Linked DNA regions of Mus musculus: regions 1 and 3 are each linked to region 2. The links are chromatin contacts, called in public HiChIP or PLAC-seq and promoter capture Hi-C maps. All regions are on one chromosome and are shown on one strand. Each heading gives the region's core, a stretch centred on a gene start, on an enhancer-like site or on the middle of the called end of the contact. The rest is flanking DNA. Distances are from core to core; before and after follow the strand shown. Region 1 holds the start of Abcg3 (ATP binding cassette subfamily G member 3). Region 2 holds the start of Klhl8 (kelch-like 8). Region 3 holds the start of Arhgap24 (Rho GTPase activating protein 24).

Evidence for each region. Promoter capture Hi-C pulls out the DNA fragments that hold promoters and counts their contacts. HiChIP or PLAC-seq counts read pairs in DNA pulled down with a chosen protein or histone mark.
Region 1: a contact with region 2 is called in an H3K27ac HiChIP or PLAC-seq map of microglia, with 6 times the contacts expected there. The contact joins the promoter of Abcg3 here to the promoter of Klhl8 in region 2. A contact is called at or near these places in 1 of 39 promoter capture datasets (pre-B cells) and 1 of 115 datasets of contacts at active chromatin or transcription factors (microglia).
Region 3: a promoter capture Hi-C map of pre-B cells shows a contact between it and region 2, with 4 times the contacts expected there. The contact joins the promoter of Arhgap24 here to the promoter of Klhl8 in region 2.

Annotation. Positions count from the first base shown.
Region 1 is chr5:104,981,448-104,985,473 of GRCm38.p6, forward strand. Abcg3 (ATP binding cassette subfamily G member 3) reads right to left here and starts at 1,270. Exons shown (of 16, transcript NM_030239.2): 1 at 1,102-1,270.
Region 2 is chr5:103,909,641-103,913,502 of GRCm38.p6, forward strand. It overlaps Klhl8 (kelch-like 8), which reads right to left and starts at 1,619. Exons shown (of 10, transcript NM_178741.4): 1 at 1,476-1,619.
Region 3 is chr5:102,479,817-102,483,693 of GRCm38.p6, forward strand. Arhgap24 (Rho GTPase activating protein 24) reads left to right here and starts at 1,575. Exons shown (of 10, transcript NM_029270.2): 1 at 1,575-2,046.

The DNA of each region.
Region 1 (4,026 bases), core at 20-2,519, 1.1 Mb after region 2:
TACATCCCAAATTAACACATGCAAGAACGTTCCCTCAAAGGCAAACTGGCAAAAGCCTCTCTGAAAAGCAATGCGCTTCCCTTATTGTTCTTGAGCTGTGGGGCTGAGCAACCCCTTCTTGTTATGGTCACAGGAAAGCAACTTAAGGGGCCAGAGATATGGCTCGGCAATTAAGAGCACATACTCTTCCTATTCTGAGCGCCTGCATAATGCAGGGAGGGACTTACAACACCTACAACGCCAGATCCAGAGGCTTCAGGGCCCTCACAGGCCTCTGTGGGCTCCAGACATGCAAGCAGAGCACCTGCATACATGTAACAAACAAACAAAACAAAACAAAAACAAATCAATCATCTAAAAATGCAACTTTCACCTTGGAGGGTCCCTCAGTGCACTGGGCCCCTTCTGATCTCTCCATGTCCATGGCTTCTGGAAGCCCTCCATTCTAGTTTGCATTTTATTTCTGCTTATGATATTTCTTCTCTTCTCAAATGCTACACGGATGCTCAACCACGGTACATGCAAAAATACGTTCTGCATGTGTTTGTGTCTTAGTGCACATTGATGCAAGAGAACACACTAAGTTGGCGAGGCACATGTTAACACCCTAAGGAGTGACCACACTTCTAGTATTAGGGAAGAAAATAAAACAGATTATAGATACACAATCCACTAAAAGGTTTGCAGTCTAATAATTCTGGTCTTTAACTTTTCTGTCTGTTGAAACCTTTTCTGAACTATCTGAGGAAGAGTCGCAAGAAGTTGGTAAATATCTGTATATCGAATTAGAGATTGCCTGACAAATTTCATATCATGGGATAAAGAAAAAATTATAAACTGCCCAGCTCCCTTAAAGTAACGGTGTTAACAAATATCTCATGCACTTCTGGTATCTCTGCTACCAGTAAAACTTTTACCTGCCCAACACCAACTGTGTTTGCCTTCATACATTTGGCAATCAAAAGTTGTACACTGCTAACCCACCCAAACAGAGACCCTCTATGAACCAAGTTGCTTTGCATTTCACAGTTGCAAATGAAGCTGCAGTGGGTTTCCCAGCCCTCTCTTGCACTCTTCTGCATCCTGCTCACCCACACTCACCACTGTGAGATAATGCAGGGGCTCAGGTTGCTACTTGCACAGGAAGATTTGCAGCTCGGGTCTTTGGAAGGTGCAAGAGGCTCTGGCTTCTGCTCTGCAGAGCTCTTGGAGCCTCTGTGGTCGTGGTCAGGAGCAGGGAACCCGAAGAGAGCAGAGGAAGTAGCAGGCAGTGGGGCGGAAGGGAGGGTGGGGCGCGACATGGGGAAGATGCAATCAGGGGAGCCCTGGGGCTGGGGCCCCCTTTGGGACAGGTGCGGGGCCAAGCCATGGGGAAAGGGGCAGGGGCGAGTCCTGGTGCAGGGGCGGGAAGGGGGGAGTCTCTGTGGGGCGTGGTTGGAGTGGCGTCTTGGGGTGAGGGCTCACCTAGGGGTTCAGCCAGATCCGGAAACCTGGGCAAACTTTTTGCCCTAATTCAGGCTCACATTGGACTCTGAGAAGCCAGCATCCAGGAAAAGACAAAGCGAAAGTAACAGTTTCTGTGGTGTGTTTTGAATTTTTTTTGTTTTTTGTTTTTGAATTTTGTTTTGTTTTGTTTAACAAATGGGATAAAATAAACAGGAGATGAATATATGCTTATCACAGAACAGGACAAACAATGGGTCAGGACGACAAAGGATATGTTTTGTTAAGTGCCCATGCTTTTAATATAATTTGATTTATAGCTTCTTTTTATAACTGAAGAGACCAATTAAGAAATAATTCAGTGTTTACGATTGTAATCCCTATAATCGAGAGGCTGGGACAGGAGGTTGGGAGTTTGTGTGCCAGGCCTAAACATCGAACTCTATCTGAAAAAGAGCAAGAAGAGGGCACAGTGATTAAGTATGGACTGTTTACTTGGGTCAGACTGCTCTGTGTGTGTGTGTGCGTGTGCGTGTGCGTGTATAGCATTGGACGAACCTTAAGCCAATGTTGAAGTCATCCAAGTAAAATTTCAGTACTCAAGACGTTTTTAACATTCAAGCATGGATTAAGAAGGGACATTAAGTCGGCGCCCGACTCCCAGCCCCACCCTACCCCGCCCGGTTCTACAGTTTTAGCTTCTAGATGTGGCCACCTGTCCTGAAATGAAGGAGATGGTTGTACCTCAAACCTGACTAAAATCTCTCTTGTAAGTCTGTGTATGACTTCCACACCCGGTGCCTGCGGAGGCCAGAGAGATCTCTAGATCCCCGGGAACTAGAGTTACGAATGGCTGTGACCGCCCATGTCCCAGATCCTCAGGAAAGAACAGCAAGTGCTCTATACCATGGAGCCATCTCTCCAGCCATGGCTGAGAGCTTTGAGACTCAATTACAAGCCTACATTTTCTGGTTTGGTAGGAAGACAGTATCATTAAGTGAATCCTCTCGCTTTCTGGGAATAACTACTAAATGGAAGTTTGCCGGTTGTGACGGTGAGGTACTAAGGATCTGTGTGGTGTACGTGTGTGATGTAGGTGTGTACACATGCTGGAACATGTCTTTTCTGGTCTTGTCTATTTGGTGTTCTGTGTGCTTCTTGTGCCTTCTCTTAGTCTTAGGGAAGCTTTTGCCTATGATCCTGTTAGTCTGTTCTATTCCTCTGACTTGGGCTTCTTCTCCCTTACCTGGGCCTGTAATCGAAAGGCTCATTTTGTCTATGTTGTCCCACATTTCCTGGGTGTTCCTTTCCCGTGTTATTTTCTTCTCCATATTCCTTGATTATTTGCTCTAGATCTCTGCTTTAACTTTGAGTTCTGATTTTCTTTTTTCTTTCCTTTTTGTTTTTGTTTTTGCTTTTCGAGACAGGGTTTCTCTGTATAGCCCTGGCTGTCCTGGAACTCACTTTGTAGACCAGACTGGCCTCGAACTCAGAAATCCGCCTGCCTCTGCATCCTGAGTGCTGGGATTAAAGGCCTGTGCCACCATGCCCAGCTGAGTCGAGATTTTCCATGCGTCAAGGTTTCCTGTGGGTTCTAGCTGAGTTACTGGACTCTCCCTCTCCATCTCAGCTTGAGTCCTCCTCAGTGTTTCTGTCTCCTCATGGAGTTCCATCCTCAAGACCGGGCCTGTCTTCATCATTTCCTTCAGCCTGGTGTGTGTTCTCTCAGGCATCACTCGGGCACATAGACTCTTTCTCCTTGATTCACTGAGCTGTTTCTTTGCATCCTCTTTAAACCCCTTGAACTCTGATATAATTAAAGAAGTTCTTGTGGGGCTGGAGAGATGCCTCAGAGGTTAAGAACACTGGCTGTTCTTCCAGATGCCCCTGAGTTCAAGTCCCAGCAACCACGTGATGGCTCACACCATCTATAATGAGATCTGATTCCTTCTTCTGGCCTGCAGGTGTACATGCTGACAGGGCACTCACATTTATAAAATACATAAATAAATCCTTCTTAAATAAAAATTTTAAAGAAGTCCTATAAAAAATATTTCCCTGAAGTAGTAACTATCTCTAATGAGTGTGTTATAGTCTGTGGATTTTCCTTTAACAATATTTACAAAGTTAGGGGATATCAGAAAGAGTTTAACCAGAGTCTCTATGCTAAATTCCTGAAGTTTCCAAAGCTCTCACTGCAGGCATATGATCTCTGAGGTGAATCTTTATGAGGTCATTTGATGGTTTAAGTTTGAACCCTGGGAATAAAACCACAGCCCCCATCTCTCTTATCTCCTGTCACTAATTGTAAAACAAACAGCTCTCCCCACAGCGAGACATCCTACTACAGTGGGCCAGAGATCAGAGGTTGGGCTGCCATGTTTTTAGGACCAATTTGGAAATCTTGAGTCCTTAGAACTGATTTAGCTCGTAATAGAAGATATCCTTTCTGTTACAGCTTTCACTAGCGTCTTCCTGAAGAAACCTTTATCCCAAGCAGCACTTTCTTCACATCTCTCTCAGGAAAGCTTCCTCCCTCAGTGAACTGCTCTGAAAATTGTTTGCCACCTCTTGACAGCCCTG
Region 2 (3,862 bases), core at 369-2,868:
CAGGTCTCAAACTCAGTGTAGCTGATGATGACTCTCAGCTTCTGGCTCTCCTGTCTCTCAAGTACTGGGATCACAGGTACACACCGACACATCCAGTTTGTGCAGTGCTGGACATGAAACCCAGGTTAGGCAAGCACTCTATTTGAACCCTAACATAAAGGACAGAATTTTGAGAGATCATGAAACATCAGTGTAGGTTCTGATACCACGAGGGACTTTACAACAGGGAGGTTGGGTTTCTGTAGGAATGGGGAAATTATACACTCTGGTTAGCTTTCGCTGTGACTTCAAATTAGGATTTGGAATTTATTAAGGAATGTGTAACGTTACAAATTAATAGCACTAACAGTTATCAAATGCTAAAAGAATAGTTTTAAACGTAAAAATTCAGACTGGAGATGTACTCAGTGGTAAGTAGTGTGTTCTCCCGGCATGCTCAAGGTTGGGGGGTGGGAGGTAGAGTGGAGGGGGAGGGGTAGAATAGGAGAGGAGGGGTAGAAAAATATAAGAATGAATATAAATCCAAGCGCATACAGCTGAATACAGCATCTTGTGACTTCTTTTTATACTTGTGTTCCAACTATTTGGTATTTTCAAGGCAACATGACTAAAGTTTTAAGTAGGTCAGTTGGTTTGACTGACAAACCAAAAAATAGGTGCCAGGAGAAAGCAGGCAGAGAAGCAAAGGCTAATGATAAAGCTACCTGCACGCAGTTCACAAGCTCTGGTAGCACTAGCAGAGGGTCTCTGCTCAACTAAACGTACCCCACCCGCCCCTTAGCACGGCCAGGGCTCACGGAAGATGGGGAAACAAGACTGAAAACAATTAACGAGGGGGGGGGGGGCGGGGAGAGAGAGAGAACAGCATTAAATAGAAAAAAGAAAAAAAGAAAAAAAACCCACGTGTACCTGGCAGGTTAATTACTGTGGCAACCCAGGTTCTAAGTAAGACCTATTGCCCAAAGTATCTGCCTACGCTAATACCTTAAGGTAAGAAGCAAAATATAAAGGTAGGCAATTAAAGCAGGTTGGCAAGAATATTCAAAACTGCGAGGATTTCCACGAAATGCATGATAATAAATACTGCCTGCAGGAAAAGGAAGGTAACAAGCTCCCCAAACCGTAACATCAGGGCCGTGCAAGCCCGGGAGACGGTTGGGAACCCCAAACTGTGTCCACAAATCGGGGACCCTCCCTGGAGCAAGCCACGAGCTCAGCCTGGAGCAGCGCCACCCGGCCGGGTACGGATTTTGCAGGAGCCCCGCGAACCCCGGGAGGGGGACACCCCTGAAGTCGCCCAACCCGGACCCCGAGCACCTGCGCCGCCGCTCAGGACAGCGCGGCCCGCGAGGCCCGCCCGGATCCCTTCGGTTCCCCGAGGGAAGGCGCCGGCGCCGCCCGGCAGCTCCTCACCGACGCGAGCGCGGGTGACCGCTCCAGGCTGAGACCCGCGCGCGGGATAACGCAGCGGTTACCTCTGTCCGCGGCCGCCGCGCAGGCCGAGCCGCCACACCCGCTCCGCGCCGGCGCCGCGCCAGCCCCGCTTGGACACCCCGGGGACGCGCTCACCGGCCCGACCGCTCGCTCGTGCCCGGCTCGGCCGAGCGCTCTTGAGAGCCGCGGGGGCGGGGCGGGGCGGGGCGGGGTGGTGAGGCACGAGCGTGCTGCGCGCCGCACTCTGGGAAATGTAGTTCTCTGTTGCCTCTTTGAAGAGCGCGCCTGCGTTTCCCTTCCATCCCTCCCAGTATTCATCCCCTGCGTGGGGAATATCCCAGATTTTATAGCTATTCCTATCAGTTTTATCTCATGCTCTGCAAAATGTATACAAAACAGCTTGTGTCTGCAAAGCAAGGAAGTAATTGAACTAAATACCGAGTGTTAAACACAATTGCTAGTATAAACTGGTGAGATAAGGCAAACTCTCAGTAAAGTTGCTGGAAATGTAGGGAAAAAGAGCAAGGGCATATATTAGGATAGTTCCCTGAACTCTTTTTTTCCAGGGCATTCTGAAGCTTCCAGAATCTTCAAAGCATATTCGAAATGTAGCCATAGACCAGGTGGCTTGGTGCAGGAAGATAAGGTCAGCTGTTCCTGTGGCTGAGATATAAAGATACAAATTGGATCCAGCCTAGGCAAACCACAGAGACTCCAGCTGGGCCTGAAGGAGACAGGTGTCATCACCTGCTCACTTGCACTGGTTTGCTTGTGCCAGCTAGACCCCAAAGGTCCCAGAACCTGCTCAAACATCACCCACGGGTGGGAACCGTTGCCTTAGGGCCACTTCTGCAGGGCTCCTCGAAAATGAGGATCCGAAGTCCCCTGAAACAGAGAGCTCAAATCCATCCTTCTTCCTCAAGTGGTTTTGGTCACGTATTTCGGTACAGTGAGAATAAATTGCTACAACTCTGGACCTAGAGAGGAATTTCTGTTGGCATAGCGGGTTCAGGCAAAAATAATAATAATAATAATAATAATAATAATAATAATAATAATAATAAATCTTAAAGTTAAATATTCATAGCAAATGGGGAAAAAACGAGGGAGCGGGGCAGCCAGGACAAGGACCTGTCCTTAGAGGGATACATCCATAACAACAATTTCACCTAATTATTTTACATATCTATAAAGTGAAGATAAACTAAAAAGAAACGAAGCATGTGGTTTTCTAAATCTAGAGATTTTTCTTAGCTTCATTTGAGAATACACAAGCTGGTTCATAAACAGAGGATATTAGACTCCCCTACCCTGATCTCTATGAATTAAAACCAGAAAGGATGTGATGACACCTCCTGAGTAATTATCTGATTGCACTGGGTGGGAATAAACGGTAATGTTAAATCCCAGTCGGCATTTGCATTTTATATTTTAAGTCTCCCCCTCTAATCCTGGATTAAAAGGCTTTAAACCTCCACCAACATTTCAGATGCTGTCTGCAAATGGATTCGGAAAACTTAATCAAGAAGACAATTTCATCTTCATCTGTAAAGGAGATGAAGCTTGCAGGCAGCAGCAGGAAAGTCTGGACAGAGTTGCGGAACGTCTCAGCGTGAAAATGAACCATCAAGACAATCACCTCCCTGCTGCAGCACCTCACTGGCTTGTATCCCTGTCTGCCCACTCATGGACTCTGACCATCCCCTTCCTCTATGCCAGTCTTACTTGTTTAAACTTCTCTGAACCAGGAGTTGTGGAATCCCAGCATTCAGGAGGCAGAGCAAGCGTTCCAGACCAGCCTGGGCTACATAATGATAACCTCGGGCTAACCTGGGCTACAGCAATGAAAGCCTGTCTAAAAAAACCAAAACAGAAAAAAACGGAAACAAAAAGCAATTACCTCCTGTGCTCTACCTCCAAGACACATTGGTGTCTTCCTTTCCTGGCCTTGGCTCCGTGGCTCATTTTATGCTAATAAATTAATGATAGTTTTCTGTCCGGTACCCATGTAATCAATCTGACAAAGTTATCTTTAAATCAGACTAGAGAGATGGATCAGTGTTTCAGAGCACTGGATGCTCTTCCAGAGGACCCAGGTTCTGTCCCCAGCACCCTACTGGTTGACTTTGGCCAGCCCTGGCAAGGTGAGCAGGGCTCTGGCAGGCTTTGCCCCTGTCTCCCATTTCTTCTGCCTTGCTAAAACCAGTAGATTGCATTCCTGACACCAGCCATCGAGGTCTGTCGCCTTATTTGACCACTTCCCCTCTTGAGGCTGACGACCAAAGTCCAACTATTGAAATGATGATGTCCAGCAACCAAAAGTCCCTTTTGGCTCACCTGCCCAATCAAAACAAACCAACTCATCATAACACGGGGCTTCTCTCTCTTACCCTTACAAAACACCATTTTCCTATAGGTCACATCTGTC
Region 3 (3,877 bases), core at 325-2,824, 1.4 Mb before region 2:
AAAGCAGCGTCCCAAACATACTTAATCCTCTCCGGGGGTGAGTGGTGCAATCAGAATCCAGGAAGCAGCAAGTGTTACATTCCCTAGTCACAGATTTTTATGTCAATCCCAGCAGGCTTCAGTGCAGCACCAGCGTTGTTAGTTATACACTAGTGTACTTGGCTGTAGAAGGGTCTGTGGTCCTTCTTAGCAGATGGAACTCTTCCTTTACCTCATCTGCCGTCTCCATGACAACCCTCCCCTTTCTCTTTCTGTGTTCTCTCTAGCCTAAGAACCCCATACATCACACTGGCTGGTGAGATGGTGTCAAGTGGAAACGATGGAGACAGAGGTGTGAAGGCCAAAGGCCTTGGACACAAGGATGGGATGTATCTTAATCTCTCAGCCTGGGATCTGCCGGGCAGCCTCCCTGAGTTTAATTTGTGTCACCTTGGGTCTGAATTGCTGTGGTAACATTTGTTATAACCAGAAAGTAGGCTCCCAACCTAATAGCAGTCTTGCCTTTTTGAAATGTCACAGTCTTGAATCATACCTACTGACACTTGTCTTCCAGGGGCTCTCAGGGCATGGAATGTGTGCAGATTTCATTTTGGTTAATCTCATTGTTTTGCAGTTCTCATTTAGAACTGCCCACAGGCTGTCACTTGACAGTGTTAACAGTCCGCCATTACAACATGCAAGGCCTTGTGAGCCGCTGAAGGTCATCTATCCCACCAATTAGAAACACAGGCCACATGGCTTCTGGCTAGGGGTTCTACACACATTTTAAAGGATCAGGCAAAAGAGCTTATTCCCCCCCCCCCCGAACTTAATTTCATTCATTAAAGGGCTGAGGTGTCTCCTGCCAGAAAAATCAATTTTCTAGTGGGACCTCGGCCTGGGATGGAGCAGACTCATCCCTACCCCCGCCCCGGAAACCTGACGGCAACAAAAGCAAAATACCTATTCGTGCCCATCCAGGCTTGTATGCTCGTCAGCCTGAGCATGTGCCTGGACATCCCAAAGGACAAAATCCAAAACACCAGGCTTTAGGAAACCTAAGAGTGCCAAACACCTAGAACAGTAAGCGCTCAGTGGGTGGGAGTGGGGAGGGCTGGGGGCTGGGGGCTGGGGGCTGGGGCAGTCTATATCAGGAATATATTTGCCACCTTGCTCTGAGAACTCTAAAAGCATGTCAAGACGGTTTATTACACTTAACATCTCTCGAAATGCCTGACTAGAGCACACTCATCTAAATACGTTTTTAGGAATAAAGCTTAAGCTGGAGAAATAAGATTTGGCAGAGATGGTGGCAGGGCGCGCATAACCAGTGTGTGAGGCTTGCTGAAGGAACACAAGAGTGGGGGCTTTGGGTTCCTTACATTCTCTCACCCATAGCCACAGATCTGTGAGCAGCATGCCCTCATGCTGCATTTGGGCTGAAATGAACGCAGCCAACTGCAGAGGGCCCAGGCAGTGGTGTCTGATGGGGCGCCCGCCCAGCATTGCTCTGGAGGTGAGGCTGGCGTGCAGGGCGGGGCTCCCGCCACCCCACCAGTGCTGCTTGGGTCCTCTGAAGCCGCCAGCTGCCAACTGAAACCCGAAACCCGGCTGCGTCTGCGGGCTGGCCCCACTCAGTTGTTCCAGCCTCTTGTACTGTATATTTACACATTCACACACAATCACTCTTTCTAACTTCTTGACTCTTTGCGCAACTGCTAGGATTTCTCAAGTGCATGTGGCAATTCAGCCCGGGTGAGAGAAAGCCGGTGGGACTCGGAAGGGAATCACGGGGCCGCGGGGCCGCCCAGGCTGCAGAGGGGACAGAACTAGAGCGAGACAGCGACTGCTGGGGGAGTCCCCCCCAACTTTCCATGCAGCTGTGGCTCTGGGGCTGCCCGGGCTTCCTCTGAGAGCAGCACGCAGGCCTGGCGAATGGGGTTCTGCGCTCGCCCTGGGAAGTAAAGGGCACCCTGCCGACTGGAACTCATCTTTAGGCCAGTCCTAGGAGCCTGGACATCGGAGCAGCCGCCAGCCATCCCTTGTAGGTCCGGCATCCCTGGCAGGGTAGGTGATTTGATTGCTGCTGTGGAGCTGGGGCTTGGGGGGAGGGGGGGAGAAACCACCCGGAGGGTGGGTGGATAGCAGCTTCAGGCTATAGGGAGGTAACTGCTGTGAGCCAGGAGCAACGCTGGGACCATACTGGTTCAGTGTGTGTGTGTGTGTGTGTGTGTGTGTGTGTGTGTGCGCGTGCGCGCGCGCGCGAGAGCACTCGCTTGCGTGTAAAACACAACAAGCAGGCATCTTGTGTTTCTGACTTACAAAACAAATGCAACTGATACAGTCTCTACTCCCGCCGTCTACCTTCTCCTTTCATCTGCTGATGTTTTAGCTAGTTTCAGAGTTGCCTAGACAACTGGCGTGTGGAGGTAGATTTCAGTATATATTGTGTTACTATTGTACCGGAAAGTGGTAATCTTCGGTGGATTTTAAGACACACAGATGGGTTTAGACTTCTTGAAGGAGTAGTATTTTGAGGAGGTATCCACCTACTTTAAAAGAGAAGCAGGCAGTACATTCTTATTAAAGATAACTTTAGCAGTATTTCTTGTGAAAGTCCTCAAAGAGAGATTATTAGGCGGAATGCCTTTGAGATGCTAGGCTGTCTAATATGGGCTAGTGACCCAGCTCCTGGCTCCACTGTAATCTGTTCCAACTCATCTGAGTAAGTCTCTCCCTAGTGTGTTTGTTTTTGTCCCTTTACTCACCATATTACAGATTAGTCCCGTTTAGCTTCCAAAACATCACTGTTTCATCCCATTCTTCAAAAAGGAAATGAGAAAGTCAGGTGAGGTGCCTGAAATATACAAAGTGTAAAAGCTTTGCTTACTCATAAGTATAAAGTTTTGTCTTGTTGGGTCTACTACTAAATAAGAGAAACTGATTCGAATCTGGGGACATTTGCAGTGGTATTTAAAAGCTATACAGGATTGCCGAGATAGATGGGTAGGCAGATTCAATCCGTTCGTTCCCTGACTCTAATTAGAGCTCAAAACTAGCCCTTAAGGTCAAGAAGTGATGTTGGTATTGAACTGGGCATCATAAAACATGCAGAATCATTAGGAAGCAAATACAAAGGTACCCGAGGCTTGTGGGTTCTCAATCTCCCTCTAAATTCCCCAGTACTTACTTCATCTTCTCTGGGAATACTTCACCTTCCAAGAGAACTTAATCATAACCACCTTTTCATTTTTCCTGAGTGCCTACCCTCCAGAAAATACATCACTATCTGCTCTCTAGAGCCTTTATGGAGTTGTCAGAGCTTTTGCCTTAGACATGGTGGAAGGCAAAGCCATCAAAACATAACTGTAAAAGAAAGAACATCTTTTCACACAGAGGAGAACGCATGTTCTTGGTAGCAGACCTTTTCAAAGGAATAGGGAGCAGGCTGAGGTTTTGAGGTACATGGAAGTAATGTACAGCTAGCAGGATATGGGGGGTTGTAATTCTCTCTGTAGGAGAAACTCAGACCCCTTGACTTTCCACAACATTGCTATCATCATTTTCATTTCAGCATCTGAGGGCTTTGGATTTAACACAAGGGTGGTTGCTATCCAATAATCTTTCTAACCTAGTAGTAAGTGGGACAAAATAAAGTTTTTCAGAACAAATTGAAAAACCACTGTAGAAATAAATAGCGATGTTTCTTTCCAGACAAGAATATAGTGTAAACTAGTTTTGGCTTATATCTCCAGTGAAATTTGCCTCCGCATTTGATTCAGATAATAGCTGCCAAAACTCTGAGAGCTGTCCTGGATGGTGGATTCATTTCCCATGTAATCCTGAACTCTCCTGGGTGGAAGGTGGGGGCGGGGGCGGGGGCGGGGAGGGGCGGGGC